Regions from separate parts of the Mus musculus genome. Here all the other regions are linked to region 1. A link is a contact called in public Hi-C, HiCAR-type and promoter capture Hi-C data. All regions are on one chromosome and are shown on one strand. Each heading gives the region's core, a stretch centred on a gene start, on an enhancer-like site or on the middle of the called end of the contact. The rest is flanking DNA. Distances are from core to core; before and after follow the strand shown.

Evidence for each region. Promoter capture Hi-C pulls out the DNA fragments that hold promoters and counts their contacts. Hi-C and Micro-C count contacts between places; a contact is called where the count stands out from the background. HiCAR-type assays count read pairs that join an accessible place to other places.
Region 2: a contact with region 1 is called in a Hi-C map of the N1E-115 cell line, with 4 times the contacts expected there. The contact joins the enhancer-like site here to the promoter of Vcan in region 1. A contact is called at or near these places in 5 of 39 promoter capture datasets (the 3T3-L1 cell line, the C10 cell line, cranial neural crest and 2 more), 4 of 484 Hi-C or Micro-C datasets (the N1E-115 cell line, nephron progenitors and uterus) and 7 of 115 datasets of contacts at active chromatin or transcription factors (cardiomyocytes, differentiating embryonic stem cells, embryonic forebrain and 3 more).
Region 3: a promoter capture Hi-C map of 3T3-L1-derived adipocytes shows a contact between it and region 1, with 4 times the contacts expected there. The contact joins the enhancer-like site here to the promoter of Vcan in region 1. A contact is called at or near these places in 11 of 39 promoter capture datasets (the 3T3-L1 cell line, 3T3-L1-derived adipocytes, the C10 cell line and 7 more), 5 of 484 Hi-C or Micro-C datasets (the 3T3-L1 cell line, 3T3-L1-derived adipocytes, adipose-derived mesenchymal stem cells and 2 more), 9 of 115 datasets of contacts at active chromatin or transcription factors (cardiomyocytes, craniofacial prominence, embryonic basal ganglia and 6 more) and 1 of 9 other capture datasets (adipose tissue).
Region 4: a contact with region 1 is called in a HiCAR-type map of astrocytes, with 5 times the contacts expected there. The contact joins the enhancer-like site here to the promoter of Vcan in region 1. A contact is called at or near these places in 14 of 39 promoter capture datasets (the 3T3-L1 cell line, the C10 cell line, the HPC-7 cell line and 9 more), 1 of 15 datasets of contacts at CTCF or cohesin (pro-B cells), 8 of 484 Hi-C or Micro-C datasets (the 3T3-L1 cell line, 3T3-L1-derived adipocytes, the Ba/F3 cell line and 4 more), 8 of 115 datasets of contacts at active chromatin or transcription factors (astrocytes, bone marrow-derived dendritic cells, craniofacial prominence and 5 more) and 3 of 9 other capture datasets (embryonic stem cells, liver and macrophages).
Region 5: a promoter capture Hi-C map of second pharyngeal arch cranial neural crest shows a contact between it and region 1, with 4 times the contacts expected there. The contact joins the enhancer-like site here to the promoter of Vcan in region 1. A contact is called at or near these places in 10 of 39 promoter capture datasets (the 3T3-L1 cell line, the C10 cell line, the HPC-7 cell line and 7 more), 1 of 484 Hi-C or Micro-C datasets (bone marrow-derived macrophages), 11 of 115 datasets of contacts at active chromatin or transcription factors (astrocytes, bone marrow-derived macrophages, cardiomyocytes and 8 more) and 1 of 9 other capture datasets (adipose tissue).

The regions. Positions count from the first base shown.
Region 1 is chr13:89,741,114-89,744,011 of GRCm38.p6, forward strand. Vcan (versican) reads right to left here and starts at 1,399. Exons shown (of 15, transcript NM_001081249.1): 1 at 960-1,399. All of the region lies in intron 1 of Gm4117 (a long non-coding RNA gene), which reads left to right.
Region 2 is chr13:90,419,779-90,422,676 of GRCm38.p6, forward strand. No RefSeq gene overlaps it. Among named protein-coding and RNA genes, the nearest start is that of Gm35111, 130 kb to the right of the region's middle. Within about 2 kb of position 1,428, at least 34 of the 459 cell types and tissues checked have an H3K27ac peak or open chromatin away from gene starts, as enhancers often do. A contact at or near this core is called in the N1E-115 cell line and embryonic limb bud, where this site is marked.
Region 3 is chr13:90,356,879-90,359,776 of GRCm38.p6, forward strand. No RefSeq gene overlaps it. Among named protein-coding and RNA genes, the nearest start is that of Gm35111, 190 kb to the right of the region's middle. Within about 2 kb of position 1,358, at least 25 of the 459 cell types and tissues checked have an H3K27ac peak or open chromatin away from gene starts, as enhancers often do. A contact at or near this core is called in 3T3-L1-derived adipocytes and embryonic basal ganglia, where this site is marked.
Region 4 is chr13:90,339,308-90,342,205 of GRCm38.p6, forward strand. No RefSeq gene overlaps it. Among named protein-coding and RNA genes, the nearest start is that of Gm41013, 180 kb to the left of the region's middle. Within about 2 kb of position 1,499, at least 7 of the 459 cell types and tissues checked have an H3K27ac peak or open chromatin away from gene starts, as enhancers often do.
Region 5 is chr13:90,293,061-90,295,958 of GRCm38.p6, forward strand. No RefSeq gene overlaps it. Among named protein-coding and RNA genes, the nearest start is that of Gm41013, 130 kb to the left of the region's middle. Within about 2 kb of position 1,476, at least 15 of the 459 cell types and tissues checked have an H3K27ac peak or open chromatin away from gene starts, as enhancers often do. A contact at or near this core is called in neural tube and second pharyngeal arch cranial neural crest, where this site is marked.

The sequences.
Region 1 (2,898 bases), core at 149-2,648:
CACCAATTGGTCCCCAACTCGAGTCTCCACGCCACCTTTGTCTGGAGAATCTATGGGTCCTGGTTTGCTAGTAAAGATTGGGGGACAAGCCTTCATTTCGTTTTCCAGAGCGAGGGGGGAGATACTGCACACCCCTCCAGTTCAGGGAAAGCTTTCCCGCCCAGGAGCCTCCCAGACCTCTACGGTGTTCCAACAACCCCACCCCCATCCAATGCGCCTTCCCGGCTGGCTCGGGAGCACCACGCGCAGGACAAAAGAACACAGGGGCAACGTGAGAGAGCTTTGACAGCCCTCAAGTCATCAAAGAAAAGCAGCCCCAGGACCCTACCCAACCCCTGCCAGATAGCCTCCCACATTGCCTGAGGGGTTGGGGGAAAGGGTCATGTCCGTGCAGGTCCTGGGCCGCTAAAGTATCCTGCTGCCTTGTCAGGAGCTGCCCAGAGGTGACTTTCCAGGAACCAAAGATACTGACCACACACACGGAGCCAGGAAACCAGGTGGTCTGCCCTAAGGTGGTTTCAGGGGCTTGCATTTGGGCAAGTTTGGGGACTCTCCATTCAAACTTTTGCCTCGACCACTTTAAAGAGAACAAAATCAAGGTGTGAGGAGTCCATTCCATTCCTCCAACTCAAGATAGCAGGACTTTTCTAGGATTTCGCTACAAAATCCCTTCCCCCTATTCGGTTTGTCCTTTTCCTCTACCCCACCCCGGACTTCTTTTGTCTAGCTCTTTTTCAGCACCAAGGTCTATCTGAATTCATCTCTTTAACAAGTTACCTTCATGTTTGAAAGTGCGCACATTTTTCTAACTTCGCCTTACAGCTAGTCCTCTTGGCTTTAATTAAAGCCCTCTTCCAATTACAATGTGAGTCTTTCCCCCTACTAAGCTGGACGGTTTTCTTTTCCCAACAAGTTTTCCCTCTTTCTTTTAAATGGGGGAACAAAAGAAAAGTGATTACCTTGAAAGGCGGCTTACTGCAGTTTTCGGGGTGGAAATTCACTGCTGAGCTGTGAGAAAGGGCTCCGCGTTGCCCCGGAAGATCACATAGGAAGCGCGGTGGCCTGGGGAAGGGTGCAGCGAGTGCGGGACAGAGCTGGAGAGGAGAGAGGATGCGCTGGTAGCGGCAGATCCTTGTCCCAGCGCTTGGCCACAGCACCTAATGCTCACAGCTGCTGCGCCCGCGCTCCTTGAGTTCTTCGCCCAGAAAGGCTCGGGGCAGCTCGCCTGCAAGTTCAAATGCGGGTTGTGACACCCACCGTCATTATATCACTGTACCGTCAGAGCCGAGGAGGAGACTCAGCGAGAAGGAGGAGGGAGAGGAGGAGGAGGGTTCATTCACAGGCTCCTGAAGAGCTCCGTAGCTCAGTCACTCCAAAGAGCCCAAGCTTGGAAACAGGCGGAGGGGCGGAAAGGAGCTCCCTCAGCCTGCGGTAGGGACCGCCTGCCTCCCTGGCCAGGCACTCCCACCTCTCAGCGTTTCTTCCTGATGAGAAGTACCAATCGGCTGGGGGTGGGGGGAATCCGTGCTCCTCATTCAACGACTCGGTACCACCTCGCTGTGCAGTCTCAAACAACTGCCTTCCCACCCATCCCCACCCCACCCCCTCTTCCCCGCCCTGGGCTGCTACTTCTGAATTAGGGGAAAGGAGTCCCCAGGCTCTGCTGCGGCCAGCAAGCACAGAGCAATTAAGTATGGTCAGTCCTTAGGAGCGGACGGGACTCTATAACATCAGCCAAGAACTTGCGTATAATGTGTTTAATGCGACCACGGAGCTTGCTCGTCCCATCAGAAGAGGTGTCAGGCTCAATGCTCCTGCCAACCTGAAAGAGATACTGAGAAAGTGAGATCCCAAGCCCCAGGGAGACGCAAAAGCTTTTCGTGACTGCTCTCCCTAGGGAACTGCCCAATGGGGAGCCCGCGGCATCAGGCCCTACACAAAGACCCTGGCAATAAAGGGTTGGACAGGAAATCCCCCCAAGCAATCCCTTGTCCCATTCAAAGAGAATCCTTTCTCTGACACAAATCCGCGTCTTTCCTTAAATGTATTTCGCTTCCTTCCTTCTTCCATACCTCTGTCTTTCACAGGATATCTTGCAGAATTTTCTGCCTAACTCAGATTTCTTTGACTTACCAGTCTTTCCATGTTGTCTGGAAATGGAATCTTTCACGTTCGCAATTTTTTTTTTCCCCTACTCAGGCTTATCCATCGATGTAAACAACATCAATATAGAGAAGCACACCCTTCACTGAATCACAAAAGACTCCATTAGGACCTTAAAGAGCAAAGGGTCAAACAGTTAATACAAAGGATTTCTGACCCTCACAAAAGGGCGACTTTGAATTTTCCGTTACGTTGAAGTCTAGTATGAGTTTCTAGAGAGAGGACAAAATAAGTTCGCAAGACATGTCGAAGTAACTCTCAGGGTACTGAAACAATTACAAACTTTTCCTCCTACACCAATATGGAAATATCCTTGTAATTATTGACTCTGAATGTTTTGCTTAGAGAATGACATCAAACACAGGGCTTCAGAAACGGTAGTGATTAACGCAGAGAGTTTGTCTTTACCCTGGATTTCTTTAATTAGATTGGCTGCCAACCACAGTTCTAAAGTTGTAACCTAGACCCTTCTGCATGTGGGCTCCTTTTCTAAGGTTTGTAGATTCAATATGATCATAGATCTTAAGTGATAAACATGTGGTAGGATTATCAGTACAATTTCATCCCCCGGTGTGTATTTCATGTGTCCTTTTACTTACACTCACTGTAGTGAGTGACTTAACTGTACTACGGGCCATTTCGAAATCAGTTTGGCTTACAGTGACTTATTTAACCTTTATGCGACGATTGTACTGCCATTACTAAAACTGAAATTTCATCCCATATATTGTGCAG
Region 2 (2,898 bases), core at 178-2,677, 680 kb after region 1:
TTTGTTTCACATGGGGCCTTAAATCCATGGACAGTGCCTTCATAGTTACAATGGCCTGGCTTCCTCCCAAGCTGATTTGTTTGAAGGGAAGAAGTAGTCTCTTATAGTCTGTGAAGATATCATAATAGACTTTGAAGTCTAGCTCTTATCACAGGAAAATGCACAGACAATCTCCAAATGCCTGGAGGCCAAGGAGTTTGAAAGCACATGAAATATGAGGGAGGACCGCCTAGCAATGCAGAGTGATGACCTGCCTATAGACAAATATGTTCCAGGCAAAGGTGAATGACTTTTAGGTGGATACTAAGCAGGAGACTCCCAATGCTGATGGGAAGGCAATTAAATGTTTACCTCGTTCTTCTTTAACTATCTGAAAAGACTTCCAAGTTACTTACATTAAAACCTTACGCCTAGAACAGGCTACTCGAAATTATATCACCAGAATTCAATGTATTAATGTAGATGACCTCTGCCTGTGGCCAAATACAAAGTAACGCACAAATGACCCTTTATTTACTGGGTCAACAATTATGTTAGATTATTAAACAACCAAACTAAACATGTAGTTCTCAATGTGTTCACAGTGCGATAAAACTGTTTAAATTATTTTTCACGTGAATTTAAACAAAAATCCTAGGCTTACTTTTGCTCAGCTGGTTTGAGATCCCCCATGAGAATCTTCATGTTAATCACATGATTTCAGTATTGCTCATTCTGGTGTCAAGGCAGCATATCATTTGGGATGAATTTCTTTCAAGAAATAGCCCTCTCAACTCTCTCTTATTTTAAATGATAGAAACATCTTCCACACCACATTGCGGATGGTGATTGGATGGAGCTAACACCAGTGAGAAGATGATGAAGTCTTCTAAGAAAAACACGCTTTTGTCAACTTTGCCCATACAGCAAATATTCTGAAAAGATAACATGCAGGCTTTTAAAAAATGTTTTCTTTTATTTCCTGAAAACTTTATCAGACTTTTTAAAAAATGGCATTAAATAGCAATATATAACCAACAGAAACATTTCCTCCCAAATAGTTTTTATGTTATCTTGGGCTGAAAATCTTAAAATTTCAAGTAGAGACTTCCTCTTTGCCCTGGGTTAATCAATGACCTTTGGTTTTTCAGAAAAGAAAAGACATCTGCAACTGTTAGGTCAGACTCAAATACATTAGAAATGGCATTACCAGGTGATGGTAAGGCTGCAAAGCAGAGCTTACAGTTTCCTGCTTCCCTGGGCAATAGGACTGCCTTTCTGCCCCTTTGAAAGCTTTTCACATCTGGCTGGTACTGAATGAATCTACTGTCAGACTCCAGCTTCTACGGTACCTGGCTTCTTATGAATTAATTACATGTTCAGAACAGAGGACTTAGAGGCGTCTGGGGACCTGCGGCTGAGTTCACAAAGTCTCCTTTAAACAAAGGAGGCTCTGTCTCTGCTTACACTCAGACACTCATTGAGGAAGTGAGTATGATTGTGGCTGTGTTGGGGATCCCTTATTTAATAAAGCCAGTGGTGATTGGACCGACATTTTTCCTAAATGTCTTCTTGTATATTGACCATAAAGGAGGTTATCTTTGTTCCATTTGTCCTTTGTACAGTTTTCAAACATGGTTCTTAAGATTAGTGTGAAAGAAAAGAAAATGCTAAGACTGTTTTTGGATGATGTGTGTGTGTGCATATGTACGTGTGAATATGTATATGTGTGTGTTCAGTGTATGTTTGTATAAGTATATATATATATGTGTGTGTGTGTATACACACATATACATATATATCTGTATATATGTATATATGTGTGTGTGTTTTCAGTATATATATGTATGCATATGTGTGTATATGTATGTATGTGTATACATGTATGTGTGTATATATGTGTTTCTATCTATCTATCTATCTATCTATCTATCTATCTATCTATCTATCTATCTATATCCATGTATGTGTGTGTTTAGTTTTTATAAGAACTGAAGGAAAACAGAGGTATTCTCCAGACAGGGAAGCTGGAGATGAGCTACTCAGCCTCAGATGACAAGACTTCTATTTGGATGTTTTTTGCCTTCTGGCTAGAGTGGCTAGCTTCCTACTTGGACAGCTCTAGATAATAATAGAGTAATCTATGATCACAGCATATCTCATAGTTTCCATTCCAGAGCCTAAGTCCCAAAAAGGGAGAAATGGTTTAGATCATTGTTAAGAAAAACCAAAATTGTTCCAAGTGTGTTTCAAGAGGGCCAGAGTTTGCTCCAAGTTAATAGCTAAACTTTGTTATGTTGTCCAAGTGGTACTGAGTTCAGAGCCATGAAGCCTACAAGAGGAAAGGGATCATGGAATCTTGCTGAACTGTTTAAAGGAGCTGCTGAATCCAGGCATGTGGCAGAGGAGTCCCTGCATAAAGGCCCTGAGGGGCCAGTGTATGTAGTTTTAGACATGTAGCCAGGGTTGCATTGGAGAATCCAAGATGTTGGAGTCCTCGGGTCTGTAGGACACTTTCAAGGAAGCTACATACAGGGAGTGCAGGCAGCCCATAAAAGAGATGTGTCTTGTAATCAGCCAAGCTACAAGGGCAGAGCTATCTGAGCCTGTTGACACTGGATGTAAAACTACAGGATTTGTAGTTTGCCCTCTTGGGTTTTAGTCTTGCTTTGTTTGAGTATTTTCACACTGTGTCCTCATTTCTCCTTTTTTTGGAGTGGTAATGTAATCTGCACCACTATATGCTGGAAATATTTCGTTGCTTTTTGATTTTGCAGGAGGTTCTAGTTAACAAGGACACTGAAGGACTCTGAGGACTTATGAAATTTAACTAAATATGCGTTCTTTATGATTGTGCCATAAGACTATAGGAGGCAATGAGTAGCCCCCTAAGTTTTGAGCATTTGAATCCTTGGTCTC
Region 3 (2,898 bases), core at 108-2,607, 620 kb after region 1:
CACAGTTGCATGAGCTGATAACAAGAAATCCAGTAACTTGAAACCACTCATTGTGTTATGGTCTCACCAATCTGAAGATCCGACATCCTAAACGAATGTGTTCAGCTGGGAAGATCTAAGGAACACCAAATCCCCGTCTTTGGTAGCATTCCATGGTTCGTGGTTCATCTGCCCCACTCAAAGGCAGCAGTGTCTGGTTGAGACATTCTTGTATTGTGGCATCACTGCAATGTCCTCTTCCACACTTCTCCACACAACCCTCTCAAAGGGACATTTCCAAACTACATTGAACCTATAACGATGATCACACTTAACATCCTACTATGGTCACTGTTATTTGTCAACTTGACAAAATGTAGAATCACTTGAGAGAAGGGCCTCTGGATGTCCTTGGGAAGGATTCTCATGTTTACATTAATAGAGGTGGGAAGCCTCTCCATAGTGTGGGACACCATCCAGTGATGGAGACCTCAACCCTATGAATGAAGAAGCAGAAATGAGTTAAAGAGTCCATTCTTCCATCTTTGCTTTCCTATTGAGAATCTGCGGTAACCATTTGCTTAAAGCTCTTTATGCTATAGAGAATGTGAGGTGACCACGTGCTTCAAGCTCCTCAACTGCCTTGGTTTCTCTTCTACAATGCATCGTGAGCCAGAATATACCTTCTGTTGGGGCGGAAGAGGCTGCTGCTCATGTGTATGTGCTGTTTATGCAGTATGTTGGAGCTGACAATTTGGGAAAGTCTACAGTGTGGCTATAAAGGCCTGACAGCTGATGAACCTCCCATACCAATTCTAGAGTTTCAAAAGGCCTGAGATGGACCCATGCAGAAGACAGAGGAGAGAGATGGCACAGTTGAAGCAGTCAGGCAGAAACTCACCTTCCATTGCTGTTTTTGTTCTGTTCAGATCCTCTAAGATTTTGATGCTTCCCACTCTCCTGGAAAGGGTCATCTCTTTTTCTAGTTTCATCAGCTCCACTGACAGTCTTCCAGGTCACCCTCATGAGGTATATTGATATACATTAACTAACCATGTTACCTTGGTTATCTAGCTACCCCATGGCCTGCTCAATCTAAACCATGAAATTAATCAGTGCAACACTCATAAATATAATTCTGGTACAGAGCAAAAAAATAAATAAATAAGTAAACAAACAAACAAACAAATAAATAAATAAATAAATAAATAAGGGGGGACTCAAGAGTATGAGTTGACTTTGAAGCACAGCTGGGACAAAAAAAATTGAGCTTGATTTTGGCTTCTCACTTATTCTTTCCCTGAATTTTATGGGCAGTTCAGGATCTGTTTTCTTTCTCCATTCCTTTGAATCATGATGAATATTTGAATTCCCTCACTTTGTGCCAAATAGCACATTCCTTATGCTAAATTCATTCAGTGAGTACTAGAGCATACTAAATATATATAATTAGTCTTACTAAAAGCCTGAAAGCTAGCTGTCTATGCGTCTATTTTACATGGCATGTGATGAGCATATTGTAAATGCAGACTGGGCCCCTAGTGTGCCTTGCTGCTGTTTGCCACAGATCCACAGTATATTTCTACAGTGTAGCATTCACAAGCCAACAAAAGAAAACTCACTCAGGGGAAAGCAGATTGTTATCTTTGGTCTAGAAGTGTGAATGACTGGAATGCAAATATTTCTGTGTTTAAATTTTTCTAAAAACCTTTCTATTTGATCAGATTTTTTTCCTCCTGGATCCCATATGCATTAATTATATACATGTTTAACTCTTCAAACAACACTTGGCACATACCAAGGCTATATTTGTTTTTCTTGTTGTTGTTGCTTTAGACTTTTAAAACATGGCATTATAGCTTGTCACTTTATTGGAAAGGTTTTCCATGTGTCAAAGGATGGACAGAGACAATAGAGTGCCAAGTTTGAATCCTCTTAGTTTATAGTTTATTTAGGATTGAAGACAGTGCTCTGTTTTCAGAATATAAGAGTTAATTTTCTAACCATGCCTTCACTGTAACAGAGCAGGAAATGTAAAGAATAGATATTTTACAAATGAATAGTAGATATGCTTTTGGGTGTTTTATGGAGATAGTGAACAAAGAAATCATTGAGAAGCATTTACTGAACAATGTATGCAGAACTGAAGAGTGGATGAAGTGAGCCCTTACCTCAAACACTGTCAGGTTTTGTTCAAAAGTGACAGCGTGCTTCGTAACAGTGTCCTGTACATGTGGCCCATCTCTGTCACTATAGCACAAGAAGTTTGTGCTGACAGGACTGTCTGTGACCCTTGGCAGTGGAGGCAGTGGATTGGTAATACATGCAATATCTTAATGGAGTAAAAAGTATCATCCACAAGTGGTTAAACTTATCTACAGGGCACCATTCAGTGACAGATAATGAACAAAAGATTCTTTTTGAAAATACTAATTGCTTATTTTTAAATTTTGTCTTAACTGTGCTTTTTGAGATGTATTCAGAGGTTTGTAACTCTGCAAAAAAGAAAGAAAGAAAGAAAGAAAGAGAGAGAGAGAGAGAAAGAAAGAAAAGAAAAAAGAAGGAGAGAAAGAAAAAAGGAAGAAACAAAGAAAGAAAAGACAAGCATTGAGTCTGTGATATATTTGGGGCTATTGAATAGAATGTTTGTCCTAGCCCTGTGTATCTACATTTCTAAGTGACTTTGACTCTGGCTCCAAGCTGGCGAGCCTTGGGGGGGTTCTGCCTTCCAACCCCATTATTTCAAAATGTGAGGATGGGGTTCTAGAGAGACTGAAGTGCCTGGCTAGCATTACGTCATTTCTTAGACACAGAAGCTGGACGAGAAGACTGGTGTTTAGTTCTTTCCACGGCATTAACTTTTACTTTTTCACTCTAATTTTTATGAACTCATGGAAGTCAAAAGCATCACTGTACTCA
Region 4 (2,898 bases), core at 249-2,748, 600 kb after region 1:
GTGAAAGTGGCATTCTTGGCTAGAAAGCATCATTTCTTTTCTGTCTCACATGTAGGGCACCATGTTTTACCAGAATCTTTTAACATAAAGGAGACTCATGCAGCGGGATGGTAAGAAGCATAGACTCATCTTTTGTGTTTAGAGAATACAAAAAGCAGCTGGTTATTTTCCCTTTGAGAGGAACTTCCTGGATTTTGAGAAGAAATACCAGGTAGAACAACTCACTGTGCCTGAAGCACAGACAACCTACTGTTTCTGCCATAGTAACAGAGATTGTATCTTATTTTAGTATCTTATTTTATTCTATAACCTTTCAAGATTTTCAGCCAATGGATTAATTCTGACAATGTAGGAATGATAACAATCTGCTGGTTCTGTTTATCAAATCATTAAATCTTAGCAGTTCTTTTGATTCACTGGCCATTTATGGTTTCTTACATGCTTTGAATATATTACCTGTAAGTGTGGAAACAATGTTTTCTGTTCCTTTCATTTCCTTCACAAAATCAGAACAATATGTGTGTATTATAAATAGCTATTTTATAGCAGAAGAAGGTTGAATATGTTTTTTAAGTTCTTTTGTAAATATCTGGTTTCAAGAAAGAGAAAAATTAAAAGTATAAACACCAATAAAATTTTCTTTCATGAGAATTTTACTATTGATCTTTAAGTCAATAACTGACTTCTTTATATTAGAAGCTAATGGCATTAATTCTAGAGGCTTGATTCTATGTTACTGGTATAATAAGTAAGCCTAATGTATTTATTTTATAGTTATGGACACAGTTTTTGTAAGGGTAGTCTTGGGTACATTTGGAAGCAGAAATGAAGGAAATGTTTAAAACAATCAGAGACCAATAATGAGCTTCTAATTCATGAAAGTTATTTAACTCAGATTCATTCTTCATGTGTGTTTTTTTGAGAGTCTAACAGGTTGCCTTTACCCACTTCAATGTGTAGTAGAAGCCTAGGACGAGAAGAGGCTCATTTCCTGTTGCTGACATCAATTGCTTAGTTGGACAATGTTTAAATACTGCAGTATACAGGAAAAAGTTGTTTCTTGTATTTTCATTTTTCCACTAAGGCTTAAATTAAATATAAACAGTTTTATATTTATCATGGAAGAGACAGTTAAACCAGTACTAAGTGGCTATTGAGGCCACTCTAGAGAGCCACACATTTCTATTATCCTCCTAACTGAGTACACTATAACTCTATTTTTTACAACTCTAAGAAATCTATAATTTTGTTAATGCATTTGTTCAACTTCTTTTCAAGAATCTTGTGCCATTAACTCAATTTGTAAGATTTCTATTTGTATTAGCCTACCCAAATGTATGTTGGGAATTGTTTATGAGATTATTGTTCCTGGTAACTGCAAGTGAAACAGCTATTGTTGCTAATTAATATTCCTAGGAGAGAGAGGAGGAAGCTGCTTGGACTCATCACATACAGCACAGGGCTAGGCTGTTGCATCCATCCTTTGGGACTGTCTTTAAGTTTCCTATATCTGTGCTGTTCAGAACATTGGTATTGCAAAAGAAGAGCAAAGGGAGCCAATTCCAATTAATATGGCTGACCACGTTCCCCAGGGAAAAGCAGAAAACAGCTTCAAAAACGTCACAGGCTGAATTTTCTAGGAATTGTGCATTGGTGTGGATACCTGGGATTCAGCCAATTGTCAACAGTATATAAATCCCATGATGTATAGCAAAGGAATGTTGGAGAAGTTAGGGTAGTCCTTTCCCTAGAGACACAACTGGAGAAAGTTAGGCTGCTGAAAGTAACATTAAAAAAAATACCCTACTGTTTCTCCTAGCTAATTCAGCACACTATACCCCCACATTCCCATCTGATACCCCGAGAATAAGTGAATGACCTCCTAGAATAGAATCAAGAACATTTTTTTATATTTTTATACTGTAACAGGTTTTATATTCGTCAAAAAGGAAAGATAAAATAATTAATGCAAGTTTGGAACAACAAACTCTTCAGACACTTAATTTATTTTTCCTGTGGAGAGTGGGTTGCTTTTGCCTTTGCCCTTCTCCCATCTCTTATCGTTGCATGTTTTAGTGTGCTTTTTGGTCTTCACTCATTCAGATGTTAATGTACGGCTGAGATGTATTTTCCTGATTAACACAATGTGCATTTCTGGGTCTGCTCACGCAGCAATAAGAACAGAACTGTCCTAATTATTCAGTATATTGTGGCACATCACTTAGGGTAATCAGCAAATGACTTCATTCTGCCTGTACGTGTGTGTGTGTGTGTGTGTGTGTGTGTGTGTGCATGTGCGTGTATGCATGCGCACACACACTTAAGTGGTTGAATAAAACTGAGAGCTGAGAAAATGATCAAAACCATTTGTGGTAGGTCTTTGGCAAGGGGTTTGGTAAGCATTTCCCAAGTATTTATGCATTAACATATAGATACTGAACACTGGTCCAGAGTAGATAAGCCGCCCAGTGATTAGATAGACTTAGGAAATGTACACACTTGAGACTGATTAAGAACCTTCGAGAAGTCCCTAACTAAGCAAACATCCGTGGTTTTGTCTGACATAAACTTTCTTACAGATATCAGACAGGAGAGCAGCTTTTCTTCCATATAAAAGCTACAAACAGGCCTGGGGTGATAGTTCAGTTGGTAAAGTGAATGGTGTGCACGTATAAGGATACAAGTATCAGCCTCAGAAACCACGTGGAAAAAAATGTGATATAATCCCAGAGTGGGAGAGCTGCAGGCACATTCCCGGGGCTCACTTACCAGCCTGATCAGCCTACTGGTGAGATCTAGGCCAGTGACAGACTTTGTTTTAAAAAAATGTAGATGCTACCTAAGGAATGCCACCCCAGATTGTGCAGGAAGGAGAGAGAAGGGGGTGGTAGAGGGGAG
Region 5 (2,898 bases), core at 226-2,725, 550 kb after region 1:
CTTCTTTCTAGAATAAACACCATCTCATTGCATGCTTCCCTGGGAGTTTAGTTGCTTAGTAACGCTGCATAGGCTGGGGGCTGTGGCTCTCACTATGCACTGAAGAAACTTGCTGTCACCAACATTTCCACTCAGAGCGTTACCTGGTGCAGAGAACTTTAAAGCTCTTACTATTCCTGCTTATTCAAATTTGTTCTATTCCCCCTGCCCCTTATACACACACACACAGACACAAACAGAGAGCTACACACACACACACACACACACACACCTGTCTGAGTAAAGAGATAAATCTATGACACAGGTAAATGTTTGCAGAGTAGAAGTAGAAAACCATTCAGAAGTAGAGAGTACACTTCTAATCCACATTCAGTATCTCACAGTCTTTGAGTCTTTGAGCCACTTGAGTGATTGATAACAATCTTCTGTTTGGTTCTTAAGATGTGTGTCTTTTTCTTTGGATAAGTATTCATTGTCCTGTCTGGTAAATTATCAACTTTGAACATACAACAGTAATGAATAAATGCCCCCTTGTTTCCGATGGTTTTTCTTTTTCTACTTCTCTATCTTTCTGGCAATTTTGTTCAGATTAAACATAAAACTAAACTAAAATGCCAAACATAAATACCTTAGGAAAGAAAGACAAAAAAACAGAGGCAAATATTACAGTAGATTTAATGTGAGAGATTCACTATTCCATACACTGCATCGTTTGGTGGCCCAGCAACCCACCGAGTGTGTGTGCTGAGGAAGATCCTATTATTATCTCAATTTTACAGATTAGTACTTGTATCTCAAAAGATGTAAAGGAAGGTCACACAGCTAGCAATTTGCATGGTTAGGACTGAAGCCAGGAAGTCTTAATCACCATGCCGCACTGTATGCTGAAATTACCTTAAATTACTTAGTTCAGTGAAAAGCATGTTGTCTATTATATACACAGTTAATGCATGTCATATAATGCTCAAGTATTACAATAAAAATGACTTAGATGCTTGATTGAAAAGATATTTAGAATATCCTCATGTACGTCTCCAAGAAAATGTAATTCAGCAGGTTAAAGCTACCACCCACAATTGCACAATATCACTTTACAGGAAAAAAAAATCTAAGCTGTTGGATTTTCCCCTGGATAATTAGTAATAAAGCACTCACTGCTTGTCCAGACAACCCATGTTTATTGGTCCCTCTGAGACAGACAAGAAAAAGAAGAGGGGGCGGTGTTTATATAGAGAAAGAAGGTATGAGAAGGACCTGGGGAAAGAGGACGCCAAGAGGCTTCCCCCTCAGGAAAATGAGCTTGCCCTCTTTTGTTCCCATTTTAAATGATGTAGCATCCTCTGCCTTTTTCTTGCTTCCATTAACCTCCCTGGGGTAAAATGAGAGCCACAACAGCCAATTAGGGAACCTTGGAAGCTAAGGAGGGTGCCTTGAGCCCTTTTTGTCCTTTAGGAAACAATTCTCTGCTTCAAGGTGGTTTTAATTGCCTCCACCCCTTTCTTTCTCTCTCCTTCCTCCCTCACGTTCCTTTCAATCATGTTCCTGGTCCCAGCGCTTGTGAATTAGCCAGAAAGCGAAAAGCGCTAATAAGCTTCCACCCAGGTGTTTTGAATTAATATCCTGACAAAACTCGACTATTCTTTTGGGATTTGCTAGTTCTCCTTGCCAAACTCTGCATTTACAAACATGTTTCACCAGATGCGCCCCTTGAACCACCTGCATCCAGGTCACTGGGGGTTGCTTTAAAGAGGATGGTCCTGGACAAGCCCCCAGATATGCTCTATTAGTATGTTACAGGGGAAGCTGGGAAATAACCTTTCCTGGGAATGCTCGCATATATTGCAATTTCAAAATCCCTGCTTTGGAACGTACCAAGCACGTTTATACATTCATTTGCAGGCTAAAATGACAAATTATCTGCAAGTTTCATTTTCTGCTCTTTTCTATGATGTCACTGCTTTCCTCATGCATCTTGCGCTTAAAAATCAGTAGATTCTCCTGTGGGACTGCTGGATAAGCCGCAGACCAAATAACCAAGTGAAAGATAAGAAGAAGCCAATGACCGAAGCCTTCCTGAAAAAACCAAAAGTCTGTAAAGATGTCAGAAGCTTTCTTGGGAGGACCCTAGTGTGGAGGGGCTTACTGGTGTCTCTTTGTATGGTGCTATTTGGCTGGCTTTGTTGTCAGCTTGACACAAGCTAGAGTCTTCAAGAGACAGGAGTCTCTAATGAGGAAATGCCTCCAAGGTATCCAGCCCATTGTGGGTGGTGTCATCCTCAGACTAGTAGTTCTGGGTTCCAAGTCAGGCTGGCTGAGCAAGCCAGGGGAGGCAAACCAGGAGGCAGGCACCAACCCTCCATGGCCTCTGCCTCAGCTCCTGCCTCCAGATTCCTGCCCTGCTTGAGTTCTTGTCCTGACTTCCTCTAATGATGGATTGTGACCTGGAAGTGTAAGCCAAATAAACCCTTTTCCTTCCACCTTGATTTGGTCACAGTGATTTGTATAAGCAATCAAAAACCCTGACTAAGTCTAAACACCTAAATCATGACTGAGTCCAAGCTCAGCTTTGTCATTGGCCTCAGACTCCTCATCTCAAAACTGGGGAAAAGAAAATGCCTACCTTCAGGTGTTATTTCTGGGGTAAGGGATTTAACTCAACTGGCTTGCTTAGACTATGACCTTGATTCATAGTACTGTTACCTAAGGTGAAGTTCAGTCTGAAAGCTGTAATTCTGAAGATAGAGAAATGGCTCAGTAGTTGAGAGCATTTGTCGCTTCTGTAAAGGGCCAGATGTTCCCAAAATTCAGATCAGGACACATACAATGAATTCCTGCTTCAGGAGATCCAGTGCCCTCTTCTGGCCCACACATATATGCATATACACACATGCTATCACA